3 separate regions of the Hordeum vulgare genome follow, and all the other regions are linked to region 3. Evidence: chromatin contacts called from public Hi-C data. All regions are on one chromosome and are shown on one strand. Each heading gives the region's core, a stretch centred on a gene start, on an enhancer-like site or on the middle of the called end of the contact. The rest is flanking DNA. Distances are from core to core; before and after follow the strand shown. Region 1 has its middle 140 kb from the start of LOC123430236. Region 2 holds the start of LOC123426603 (probable BOI-related E3 ubiquitin-protein ligase 3). Region 3 has its middle 180 kb from the start of LOC123426603.

Region 1 (4,435 bases), core at 783-3,282, 170 kb before region 3:
ATTTTAAGAAAAAGGGTCGGTATTTTCATTAAATGTTATGTATTTTCAAAAATAAAAATAGAAATATAAAATTAGGTTCAAATTTTAACTAGCCTTGTGTTTTAAAAAAAATTATAATTTTTAAACGTTCTTTCTTTTCAAAAATGTTTCGGATTTCAAAAAATAATCATTTTTCAGACATTGTTCATAAATTCAAAAAATGTTCTTTAAATTCGAAAAATATCATTGCTTCAAATTCGAAAGAAAAGGAAAAACGAAAAGAAAATGAACGAAAAAATAAAGGAAATAAAAAGAAAAAAGGAAAAACAGGAACAGAAAAAAGTAAAAAAGTATAATTTCAGATTTTCTTAAGACAAAAAAACTCGTCCGGGTCAGTCGGCAGACCCCCGCTGTGGGTTCGCTCTGCAGTTCGCTACAACGAGCGCCTCGTAGGAGGTTCTGAACATTTATACTCAAAAATGAGCAAGATGGAACGATCGTCTCAATGAAGGTCTACACTGGCCGACGCATTTATGCACGCCCACAGTAAAAGGAAAAAAAGACAAAGAAAATATGGAACCCACCGTATTTGAACCCTGGTCTCGTGCTTTGGAGACACGGTAGCTTGCCATTGCGCTTTCCTTGGGTGCATGACAGAACATTAGGGCGAATCAACTTAAGTCCAAACGACCGTTATTCCACTCATTTTTTAATACTCATTCAATTTTTTAATACTCATTCAATTAAACATTTATAAAATACTCATTCAATTAAACATTTATCAAATACTTCTTTAACATTTATCAAATACTCATTCCACATTAAGTATTAAAAAATGTTTAATTGTTCAAAATTTACTAAACTCATTAAACAATTTTTAATACTCATTCAATTTTTATTTTATAATTTTCCATATTTTCTAAAATCTATTCAATATTTTACAAATACCTTTTCAACATTTTTACTAATTATTTAACATTTTAAAATAATTATAAAACAGTTTTGATAGTTGTTCAACATTTTTTAAATGTTTTTTTGAAGATTGTTTCTTGTAAAAAATACCTCCTACTATTGGGTGTAGGTAAACCCATGTTTTATGTACTACCTTGTGTATATATAGATACATACTATTTTAAAGTATAAAAAATACAAAAATAAAACAAAAAGAAGAAAAAAAAACAGAAAAGCAGGCAGTGTCCTCCTGCGCGGACGGGCCGGCCCGTCTGGGGCTCCCCGAAGCGAGAGCTTCCCTTTGTTTTGCTCAGAGCGAGACATAGGGGCGCCCGCCCGAGACGCCATGCTGCTTGCAGTGGCAGCTTCTAATCCTTGCATCACCAATACTGCACCGTGCCGAACTGCCAATGAATCGTACAGTTATTTACTAGTCTCGCAGTGGATGCCCGTCCAGCAGTGAGGATCCGTGAGGCCATGTGTATTGTTTTGTTTTGTTTGGTTCCTTCTCTGCGGCAACCGGGGTGAGTTGGCAGATGCAGATCCATGCATGGCAGCGCAGCGCAGCACGTAGTCCTGCCTGCCTCGCCTGTCGTTTGGTGGAAGCAGTGAAGATAGAGGCAGAGGTGCTCCTACTGTACTCGGTTTCTTTCACTTTTCTGTTTGGTGCAGCAACTGCAACGCGTACAGGTACAGTCGGACGGGCAGGTGGCCACATCACATATCATATCGCTGCTGGCGCACTGCTCTGCTCCGCTCAGTTTTGATGAAAGGAGGAGTGATAAAAATTGCAAGTAACAGGGACAGCGGTATCTGCGGGATTCTGTTCGGCAGCTTTTCAAAAATGAAATTTACCCTATGACAAACTAGTAGGCTGGAACCAAAAGATGGAGTACTCAAAAATCTCTCTCCGTATCCTCAAAAAAAAAAAAAAAAAAAATCTCTCCGTGCCGCTGTCACGGTTTGTTGTACCCGGGGGGCAAGCGTGTGACACACATGCATGCATGCATGCATGCGACAGCTGCGCCACGTACTGTTCAACAGTGGGCGCCGCAGCACGGCACGATGACCAGGACGCCAGGAAAAGCCAACGGCGAATACGCCGTGCCGTGCCGTGCCGTGCGTGGTGGGGCTTTCGAGACGCGGCGTGGCCGCATGCACGCCGCGCGGCGGCCTTCTCTTCTCTCGGCGTGCGATTTATCTCTTCCACTACCACCAGTACTACTCTACTTCCTTTGCCTTTGCTGGTCAAGATAAGCCGGGCGGGGATGCTAGTGTACCGTCCATGTCACCAAGAAAACAAAGCTCCATCGTATGCAATTATGTGCCGAATATTTTGTCACGTCTTCACGTCAGCGTCGTCTACTTTGTTGACAAAGAATGGATGGATTCCAGCTGCCAGTGCCGTGTCATCTCGAGTCATTGCTAGGGTTGCTTTGTCACTTTCGTCCAACCGTCCTCGCTTGAACCAAGAAGATTAACCGCAGGACCGGACACCGTGAGCGTGATGTGGCTCGCTCCACAAGAAAAGCACAAAGGCTTCAACGTCTATCTTCTCACCGTCTTTGTCGAACAAGATGGGCTATACAAATTTTGTTTGGACGCCACGGTTTTGTGTTGATTTATCTCCACATTATACCACTCGTTAGGCCAGACCAACGTTTTGTCCAACCACTTCAATAAACTACATTAATGAGCCATTTCATGGTCAAGTCGTATAACACCCAATCCAATCCAATAGCTCAAACAAGCTACTACTCCATCCGTATGATGGCCTCTATCTCCCTAGCTAGCTACTGGACGTCTCCATCCCGTCAACTTCAACAAATTCAGCTGAAAAGAACGGACGCACTAATCACATTCAGGAAAGCATGGCAGGTTGGCATCAAATGACACCACCACGATTATAGCTTGACGTGCACTGCGCCTGGCTGCGAGCAACTAAAATAGACTCGCCTACAGAAAAATGACGGGACACGCATATGGACCACCCGTAATTTGGATGCGTCCCCATTTTCCTGTCCACTTGCTACGAGATGGATTGACGTTGTTTCCAGGTTCGACTAGGCATGTGTTAAGTTTGGTTTAGTTGAGAGGTTTAGGTCGGTAGTAGTTGCCGCGCGTGTGTGAAATTTCAAGTGTGGACAGGAGAAAGAGATGGATTGGTACCCGCCGGGAAAGATTTCTCGTCACATCGTTGCCAGTGCCCGTCGCTACCGCTACAACATCTACAGTTTTTCTTTTTTGCGGAGTTCTTTCTACTCCTTTCGTTATCATCATTACTATACGTATGCGTTTATTAGTCCTCTTCTGGGTCAAAATTTGATTATATTGCCTAACAAAATGTTAATGCATGTCATCAAAAGTTAAATTGTTGAATTCGTATTTGAATGGAGTTTTCAATGATAATATTTGCCTATGTATAACTTATATTTTGTTAGTTAAAATCACTGTCAAAATATAACCCACAATAAGAGGGGACTAGTAAACATGAAAAAAGATAGTAATTAAGTAGATAGTAGTAACTTAGCATGGATAGAGGCATAGAGCTCTCACAACGGAGAGCAAAACTTGGTTATCAAGCCTTTATTTACAACGGTTACTACCAATGAAGAAAATGGCGAGCTATGACAAAATAACGTGACCCTTTAGTGTATTATATCCGAAAATGACCCAAGAAGTTAGACCTACAGCTAGAAATCTATAATGCTCTAGTGTAGAAAATAAATCTCTAATAATTTTGAAATATTTATATTTTTTAAAATCCTTTGAACCAAAGAGGTCTTGGTGGTCTAACATTATTCTAAATGTTGAAAATATGCCCTAGAGGCAATAATAAAATTGTTATTATCATATTTTCTATTCATGATAAACGTTTGTTATCCATGTTAGAATTGTATTGACTCGAAATTTAGATACATGTATGGATACATAAACAACATTGTGTCCCTAGTGAGCCTCTACTAGACTAGCTCGTTGATAAAAAATGGTTAACGTTTTCTAACCATAGACATGAGTTGTCATTTGATAATGAGATCACATCATTAGGACGATGATGTGGTGGACAAGACCCAACCATAGGCATAATGTCGGGTGGATAACCCCGGCGTAGCCTCTCCTCCCTTCATGTCTGTTTTCAAAAATATCGGGTCCGGCTCGGCCCCTCAAAAGTCGGCTCCAACGAACCGACTCCGAACGACTCGACCGACTCACGACTCGACCCTCGTCCCTCCGGCTTCGGGTGACCCGCCAGCCGGCGGGCTCCCTCCTTCCAATCTTCGACCCATACGACAAGACTCGTCCCCTCCAACGGGACATGACGCAAGACCAATCATTCGATGGCACCGTACGTGCATGACTACAATGGAGTCGATCATACCGCCGACCTCTGCCGACTACGAGCGTTAAGGCGGCCTAGGTCTACTCGGCACTCATCATCGCCTATTCCCTGCCACCCTCACACGTGGCGGCAGGGGAGTCGGCCGTACCACCAGCCACAGGAAGG
Region 2 (4,204 bases), core at 703-3,202, 180 kb after region 3:
AGGTAGGGACTCGGGACTTATAAGTCCCTGTAAACAAAGAGGCAGAGACTTATAACTTATAAGTTAGGACTTAAAAAAGTCCTAGGACTTATGAAACAAACAGGGCCTAAGAGGTGTGAAATGACAGAGCCCTTATGAACTTTCTGAGGCGAGTAATACGGAGTGCTCGCTTTGTTAGAGTTTAGAAGACATTCACGTGCACCTAGATCGTCATTTGAACTTATATAAAATATATTATTTAACATACAAATTATATCATTAGAAAATATAGAACATCTAAAGTTTCTAATGATATATTTTTTTATATTATATGACTCTTATTAAATTGATCAAAATCACGACCTAAATACATGTGACGGATTCACGACGTCATATTGATAGTTTGACAGGGGTTAGTCTTTGCGCATCCCGGATTAAGCATTGTCATCAACATGACAACATACTCCTGTCTTAAAATAAACCTCTCAACTTTATACTAGCTTTAGTATAAAATTGTATTAACGTTAAGACACTTATCTTAAAAGTGGCGAAGTAATCAAAATGTTCAATTTGTCATGTTCTTCCAAGCGACGATGCTGGTTATCAAAATCCTAAACAAAATACACCCTAACCCTACTTGGAAAACCACAACGCTAAAATCAAACTATGGCGCTCTATCTGAAATTGCATTCGGTTCGTGCCATCCATGTCCGAAAGTAAGTAACATGGGCAAGTTGATCGAGCCAGCTGAGGCCAGCTGACTTCCCTATCGCAAGCCGTTTCGGAGAAGGCCCCGTTGCTTCGACGCGCGCAAGCTTGAATCACGAGAGCAGGACATGCAGCGACGCGTTCTTGGCGGTCGCGCACAAAGGGCAAGTGTCGACGGCGGCGTCGCACGCGCTGCAGAGGCACAGGTGCCTGCACGGCAGCAGCAACACGCACGACTCGCCCTCGCCGCAAGCCCTGCACGCCACCGCCGACGCCTTGGATCCTGCGGCGTGGTCGCCGGCGGGGGTCTCGAAACAGCAGGACCGCGCGTCCTCGGCGTCGCCCTCTCCATCCGCTCCGGCGGAGTTGACGGCAGCGCAAGGCGATTGCAGGACCTGGTCGAGTGTAGCTTGGAGGCCGGCGGCGACTGCTTCGTGGCTCTTGGCGACGCGTATCCACGCCTGACCCTCGGCGCAAATCTGGCTGAGCCTCTCTGACAGTTTGGCGTTGCGGCAGCGCGCCAGCTCCAGTGCGGCCTCCGCGGCCCGCAGCCGCCTCCCTGCAGCACGCTCCGCCGCCGATACCAGCGCCCTGACGTGCTGCCGTCGCGCCTCCTCCAGCCCCGCGCGCATGCGGTCGGTCTGCACAACGTCCATCAGAATCAGGCACCAAGAATCAAAACGCCGCGCGATCAAACCAAGAACTAGCTAGAGTTCCCATGAACAAAATCGTACGTAGTACGTACCTCGAGTCGTAGGACTGCATCGATCTCCATGCCCTGGCGGTACATCTGAGAGAGCAGGTCCTGCGGCGGGCCGGCGGCATTGATCATCCTCCCGCTGGTGGACGCCGCGTCGGAGCCCACCGCCCTGGTCAGCACATCACCGACGGCGACGGGCACAAGCCCCTGCCCGCGCTGATCTTCCAAGTATGAAGGCGCCTCCGGGACGACGCGCGGCCGCTTCCTCTGCGCAAAACCGTGGGCGCGGGCGCTGTCGTGCCAGGTGAGATCGACGCGCGGAACGTTGGCGAACACCGTGTTCCCAACACCCTCCAACTCCGGCCCGCGCTTGAGGTTCTCGGGAAAGAGGAGGGAGCCGGCCGTCAGGTCATCCTCCAGAGCACTAATGCTGTTGTAGGCGTGGAGGTCGTGGGGGAAGGCGTGGGAGAGATGTTGCGCCTGCACGGCCATGGCCAACTACTACGGCGTGCGAAGAGAGAGAGGACAGGGAAACGGATGGGGAGACGGTCGTGGGCTTGGAGGGAGGGAGGGAGGTTTTATATACGCGTCCGCGTTTGCGGTTGGGGAAAGAGGCATGAGTTGAAGCGGCAGGGCACTCTGGTGGGAGGACACGTGACGCCACTGCACCTGCACGTTGGGCAACTGACCCGCGAAATAATGGATGGACGATCCATCCATGCAGACGCAGATGGAGGACGGGGCCGTCCGTCCCAAAGATGAAGACCACCTAGAGAGACGGTGGAGTAATTTGTTTGCGGTCAAAAGTCCAAACAGATTGCGTGATGCGATCCCAACGTACGGCTGCTGCTAAAAAAGAAAAGATCCCAGGGGAGACGCGCAAATCAAAGCTCGCGGGGCCGGATAACAGCTGAATTCAATAAATGGGGGCAGGTTGGCGGTGGCATCAGGCTAGCTACACATCCTGTGGAAACGCCAAGCGAGTGATCAAGAATTCAAGACGCGCCCTGCAGAACCGGATCTAGATAGCAGCCTGGTCCTGGTCCTGCTGATCACGGAAAGAGCGCAGGGTAGTGGTGGTCGCCCTCGTGCATCTCTGACGGAGCGCTGCCCCTGCCCTGCCCTGCCCTGCCCTGATTGATCTGGGTCCAGGCGACGGGGCACGTACTCTACTGGACTAGTTAATGTTGAGCACCAATCAAGCAGGCAGGCACATGCAAACAAGGAGCTTATTTGGCTTGGCACACACATGACACATCGCCAAACCAGCTAATCGAGCGGCGTCGGCAGCCACGATCCACAGTACCACTGCCAGAGTGGTAGCAGCACTCCAACCTGCCAGTCAGCCAGGGCCGGCCACGGGCCGCTCGTGGCGGCCATGAAAGCTGGAAGTAACAGCCACCCGCCCGTAAAGGCGCCGCACCGACCGACCATTCTGCGGGACGCACCTGCATGCACGGCACCTCCGGTGCTGCCGCGGCACGGAGCACCACCAACAGCAAGGGTCCATATATACGTACTCCTACTACTACAGTAGGCTTGATCGCGTCTCACGCCGGCCACGACGCTTGTGGGCCAGTTTCCCAACTCACCAGCCACCCTCCCTCTCTCTCTCTCTCCCCTCCGGCACCAAACCGGTACTGTTGGGAATCATGCAGACGGTGCTGCCACGCCGGTGACGATGATTATAACGCGATACTAGCATAGTACAGTGCACGACTCTACACCCTCAGACTGTGCGCGCTATAGCGTAGTACTGGGCGCTGGGCACATCGACATCGAGATCTCCCGTACGTCCCCGTGCATGCACACCTAGCCAGTTTATTAGAGCATCTATAATCCGGACTATTTGTACGTTTCTTCAACCCGAGGCCAAATTCACAGTTTTTATCTTTTTTTGAAGTTCATCAGGATCTGACTCCGGTTGGAAAAGAAATCGGATCTGACCATTTTGCTATCGTCAGAGCCCACAACCTACCACTAAGGCCTCTGACGGTAAAATTGCACGCCTAGGGTAAAAAATGGCTAACTTGCGGGTTGAGTGCGCGCGAGTGTCTACAGCCGGACCCCTTGACGGTAGGGTCACAGCGCTACCGCCAGACACCCTGACGGTAAGCCGTTTTCCTACCGCCAGGGACCTCGGCGATAGGTTGTTATACTATACCGTCAAGGTATCCGGCGTTAGCAAAAGGGTCAGTTTCAAAAAAAATCAAACCAAGGTCAAATCCGGCTTAACTTTCGCAAAAAGGTCAAAACAGTAAAACTTGTCCCAACCCGAACCCCTCATACCTTTTTCGTTTGGTCACCCCGCCCGCTTATTGATCGGTCATAAAAAATTGACCCAACCATCTGTCAGCGTTCCGAGTGTCAATACACACGACTCTAAAGATGATGAGAAGAAGCAACGGGAAGCCAGCTAACCGAGTCGTGGGCCAACAGGCCGGCCCACTCGTGATCGCAAGACTTTCCAGCGGCTTGCAAACCCATACTAGATCCACTAAGACGGGTGTAACGGTATCCTGTTACTTAAGCATTCATCAAGCTAGAGAACGGTGGTTGGCGACGGGTGGCTTCGACGAGGACACAGAGAAGCGTATGTAGAGAGCATTGCTGTGTAGGTAGTTAGATGGACACCTAAGACTTCTCTAGAACCCTAGATCTATCAATAATAATAGAAGAATCCTTACATCTTGTACACAGAGCTTTTTGATCGATTCTACGCTACATTTACGCTACGCGATTCAAGCTACAGCAGTAGAGAGTCACCATCGACAAGTTGTGTTCGAAAGGGCAACAGATCTAGGAACTTCTCCGAGC
Region 3 (4,159 bases), core at 738-3,237:
GGTACATTATCACGGGAACGAACCGAGTAGTTGCAATGTTTTGCGTAGGCCCCAGCTGCTCCCATCTCCCGGCACTGCTTGGTCGACTGAGCAGTGCCGCCGATCCACCCAGCACGCGGGACCACACATCGCCGTCGCCCATCACTCTCATGGATTCTGGTCATTGGCGTCATGGGAGAGGAATGATCAGGTCTAGTAGACCCCACGCCGGAACGGCGAAAAGGCAAACCCAGAGAGTACTGGACAGTACCACCAGCGGTCCACCACCACCTGTTAATCAGCACTGGTCCAGGCCGGGTACAGGTTGCTGCACCCGACCACTGTTGGTATGAACGGGATCGGACAGCCACTGCCCACCCCCACCCCCACCGTGCCGTGCGAGAGAGAGACCGGTGCGGCAGCAAACAGCGTTGGACCGAACGGTTGCTGTAGAGCATGAATAGCTCTAAATGCATCCACCATGAGAAGGAGAAAAAAAACTCAAACAAACTTGTGTAACCAAGCCCCAGCCAGCTCAGCTCAGGGGGCTCGTCTGCGCCCGAGTACTGCGTAGCGTAGTAATGCCAGCACGTGTCCGGTCGTTGGATATTTTTCTTTTTATAATGGAGGCTGAATTTCGTGTTTTAACCCTTTTATGAAAATTGATTGAGATCTGATCCTGGTTTGTTAAAATTTCGAGATCTTTTATTCTTTCATTAGGTTCATAACGATATGATATAGGAAAAGTCTATCCTTCAACCGGCGGATCTGCGCGATCCATCCATCACCTGCTCGTCCGTTCGATCCCGTCATCGCAATCGTTTCTTGACGTTTTCTGAAACTGGATTGTTGTTTCCGTAACTGAAGCGTTGTTTCGGAAACTGTCCAGTCCATGTCTCCGCCTCCGCCTCGGCCCCGACAACGTCGCCGCCGCCGGCCTGCTACGGCTCGCCGCCCTCCGCCGTCGGCCTCCGGCGTCGGCCTGCCCGCGGCCTCGCGTGCCCTCCGTCGCCGCCCCTGCTCGTCGCCCGCCTGCGGCCCCGCCGGCCTGCCACAAGGCCCGCCACCCCTGATCGGTGGCGCCGCCGGCCTGCGTGTGGCCCCGCCGCACTCCGCTGCCGGCCTGCGCGCGGCACCGCCAGCCTGCCCGCGGCCTCGCGTGCCCCTCCGTCACCGCCCCGCCGCCCCTGCTTTTGCAACGTGACTTTCGTTGCAAAATTTTCTGAAACTCGACCGTTGTTGCAAAAAATTCCTCCGTAAAAATACTTATGTTGCAGAAAGACGAAGAAAAAAAATTCTGCAACAAGCAAATTGTTTCTGAAACTCGACCGTTGTTTGAGGAATTAACGGATCCAAAATTTATTTTTTGCAACAAAGCGAAAGTTTCTGCAACTCGAGCGTCGTTTCAGGAATTAAGTACAGAAACGAATCGAACGCTACGCGCGAGATCTAACGGCTGCCGAGGCGGTGGATGTTTAATAAATATCTACCGATAGATGCGTAGCAGCCCTATGATATAACAGCCTATTGCCAAAGACCCTAACGTTAGGCATGCACGCCATACCGTAGTACAATGCATGTTTGTACATATCATCGAACACTGGACCGTAGAATTATACAGGTTACCGTCAATCTATTTGACGATAATGGTGCTCGCGCTGACCCGAATAAGTTTTTTACTGCCACGAACCTCAACGGTAGGCGGTTACACCATATCACCATGGACTCGACGGTAGAGTAAATGTCACATTCTAAAATTTGTACGTACAAATTAGGATTAGATCTCGGTCAACTTTGTAAAAATCAAAATACGAAATTTTGCATCAGGAGATGAGATGCAATCATCTGCACGGCGACGGCACCTGTGCCGGTGGGGCCGTTAGCTAGGCTGCCATGGTCCTGATATTAAAGAGAGGTTTGTCTTCCGGAAGTAACTAGGCAGACAGCAGCATCATGCGTGCAGCGGCAGTAGCTGCTCGCGGCGGTGGGATCCATCCATCCATGTCCATCTGTGGACTGTGGGCGCGCGCGCACGGGAGCGAATCGCGGGATGTGTCGTATGCTCGTGTGCGGTAGCACATCGCCGTTGCGTCATCCGTGGCAACTCAACACTGTAGCGTACTGATGAATGATGATGCCTTCGTCTTGATTTGTACTCCTCGGTTGGACAATTTTGATTAGGGAGGGTCGCTCGTAGCACTGTGCAGGCGTCAACCGTCCATCCGCGCAAAACAGATCTGGTTTTTGTCGTACGAGCACAGGACCACGCAGCATCACATCAAGGCCAGCCACAGTTGTGAGGTTGTCGTGATCGCTCGCTTTCATGCTTGCACATCTTGATGCGGCCAAATTAATCGTTCTCACCCTTTTTATAGACTTTAACATAACACTAGCAAAAAAAAATACCACATGTTTTAAATTTACAAGAAAATGGTCTATAATCCGAATATTTGTACCTACTGTCTAAATAAAAATAATATTAGCCTACAAAAGCCCATTTCAAGATTTCACGGTTTCTTCTATTTAAACACGGCTTGCATGTAGTTTAATACATACAAACAAACGGACAAGTGATCTTCAATTTCGTCTCTAATCCTGATTTTTCTGAGATATTCACTCATATTCTAGATCAATGCTGGTATGAAAGAAAGACGGATAATGCATTATTGATTAAAATTGCATCCTAAATGACATTATATTCAGATTTGACATATTTCTCTAATCAAATTTCATGTATAGCATGTTAAATTTAGAGTTACAATTTAGAAGATGTGGGTATTTAAAAAAACATTTGATATATACTACAAGTTTAATATCACTAACATGAACGGATTTTTTTATAAAATAGCAATGACGGATTAAGAAAATATATTTCTTTTATTAGTATGTATAGATGATCTAACACATTTAATTGATGCTAAAGAAATATATGGATGATCAAACCTTACTTCAAAAATAAGCGGAGAGACCTTGTTTCTACCCCCGGCCCTGCGACGCTGGCTGCTCCGGCCGCGGCGGCCACCAACCAAGCCTTCATGGCCATGACTCCTCCCCCACCCTCGCGTGCTGCAGGCTTAAGCCTCGGACCGGACCTTGTCGCGAGGGAAACACATGTTTCCTTCGTTCAGTGTGTAGTTCCGGAAATGCCGCTCGAGGGCTCTCCAGATCTGGCCTCGACGCCGCGGATCCGTAGCACGCCGCACTGCAGCTGAACGCGACACCCTCTAGCTCGGCGGATCCGGTGTCGCCTCCCGCCCCGCGCCTTAAATCCATCGTAGTCGCACCATCCCGTGTTGTCCAAATTGCCCCTTCCGGCATGGACGATAGCTGAACTGATGTCAACCACGAGAAGAACCGGCGCCCCAACCCCGATCTACAGCGCTCGGGTGCGCGCCTTGGAGCGCATCGGACGAAGCGTCGTGGAGGATTCAATGCTGACCACACTCGTGAGTCCTTCTTAAGGCGCTTCTGCAGCTGCTGCTTTTGATGTCTGAGTAAGCGTCACCGTCGTGTTGAGTGTCGTGACCGAATCCACTGCATCATGTGCGGGATGCCACGGCACGTCGGCGAATAGTGTCCCCAAAATCCACAAAGTGAGGGTAGAGGTGGTATTGCCAGAAACCGGCTTGGCCCGGTGCCCGCTCCGACGTCTCTTCATGTGCGACTAAGTTTCCCTTCGCTTGCTGCTTCGGCCATGCCTGCCTTGACCCCGGCCATGCTTCAACACGTCGACCCATCACGTCGCCCCAGGGAGAGCCGCTCGGTGACCGTCTCCTCTCCGACGGTGAACCAGACCGTCTTCTTCCTGCACAACCAAGTCGTCACCTTGTGCACCGCTGACAGGCTAAACGTCACGTCCCCCATGGGTGTGGGTTGTGCGCTGGAGGCGCAGTTCACCGTCCCGAAGCACTTGCTGTGCGTCATGGCCCACCACTCAGAGCATTACCTCGTTATCTTTAGCCAGCCGGCGCACCAAGTCAATGTTGTGCGGCATGGCTCCATTCGGGTCAACGACGCCGCCTTCAACATTGCGTCGTGGCACGAGCACGAGCATGCCTCCTTCGACAAGTTCCACGTGCACGTTCGTGTCATCATTGATAACCCACAAGTACAGGGGATCAATTGTAGCCTTTCTCGATAAGTAAGAGTATTGAACCCAACGAGGAGCTAAAGGTAGAAC

What was found. A called contact is a pair of places that touch in the nucleus more often than the background predicts.
Region 1: a Hi-C map of leaf shows a contact between it and region 3, with 5 times the contacts expected there. The contact joins two enhancer-like sites. A contact is called at or near these places in 2 of 6 Hi-C or Micro-C datasets (leaf and seedling).
Region 2: a Hi-C map of seedling shows a contact between it and region 3, with 2.9 times the contacts expected there. The contact joins the promoter of LOC123426603 here to the enhancer-like site in region 3. A contact is called at or near these places in 2 of 6 Hi-C or Micro-C datasets (leaf and seedling) and 1 of 1 datasets of contacts at active chromatin or transcription factors (embryo).

Annotation. Positions count from the first base shown.
Region 1 is chr2H:451,291,293-451,295,727 of MorexV3_pseudomolecules_assembly, reverse strand. No RefSeq gene overlaps it. Among protein-coding and RNA genes, the nearest start is that of LOC123430236, 140 kb to the left of the region's middle. Within about 2 kb of position 2,032, at least 3 of the 3 cell types and tissues checked have open chromatin away from gene starts, as enhancers often do. A contact at or near this core is called in leaf and seedling, where this site is marked.
Region 2 is chr2H:450,942,912-450,947,115 of MorexV3_pseudomolecules_assembly, reverse strand. LOC123426603 (probable BOI-related E3 ubiquitin-protein ligase 3) reads right to left here and starts at 1,952. Exons shown (of 2, transcript XM_045110466.1): 1 at 1,433-1,952; 2 at 518-1,328. The coding sequence starts at 1,879. The coding sequence ends at 801.
Region 3 is chr2H:451,125,144-451,129,302 of MorexV3_pseudomolecules_assembly, reverse strand. No RefSeq gene overlaps it. Among protein-coding and RNA genes, the nearest start is that of LOC123426603, 180 kb to the right of the region's middle. Within about 2 kb of position 1,987, at least 3 of the 3 cell types and tissues checked have open chromatin away from gene starts, as enhancers often do. A contact at or near this core is called in leaf and seedling, where this site is marked.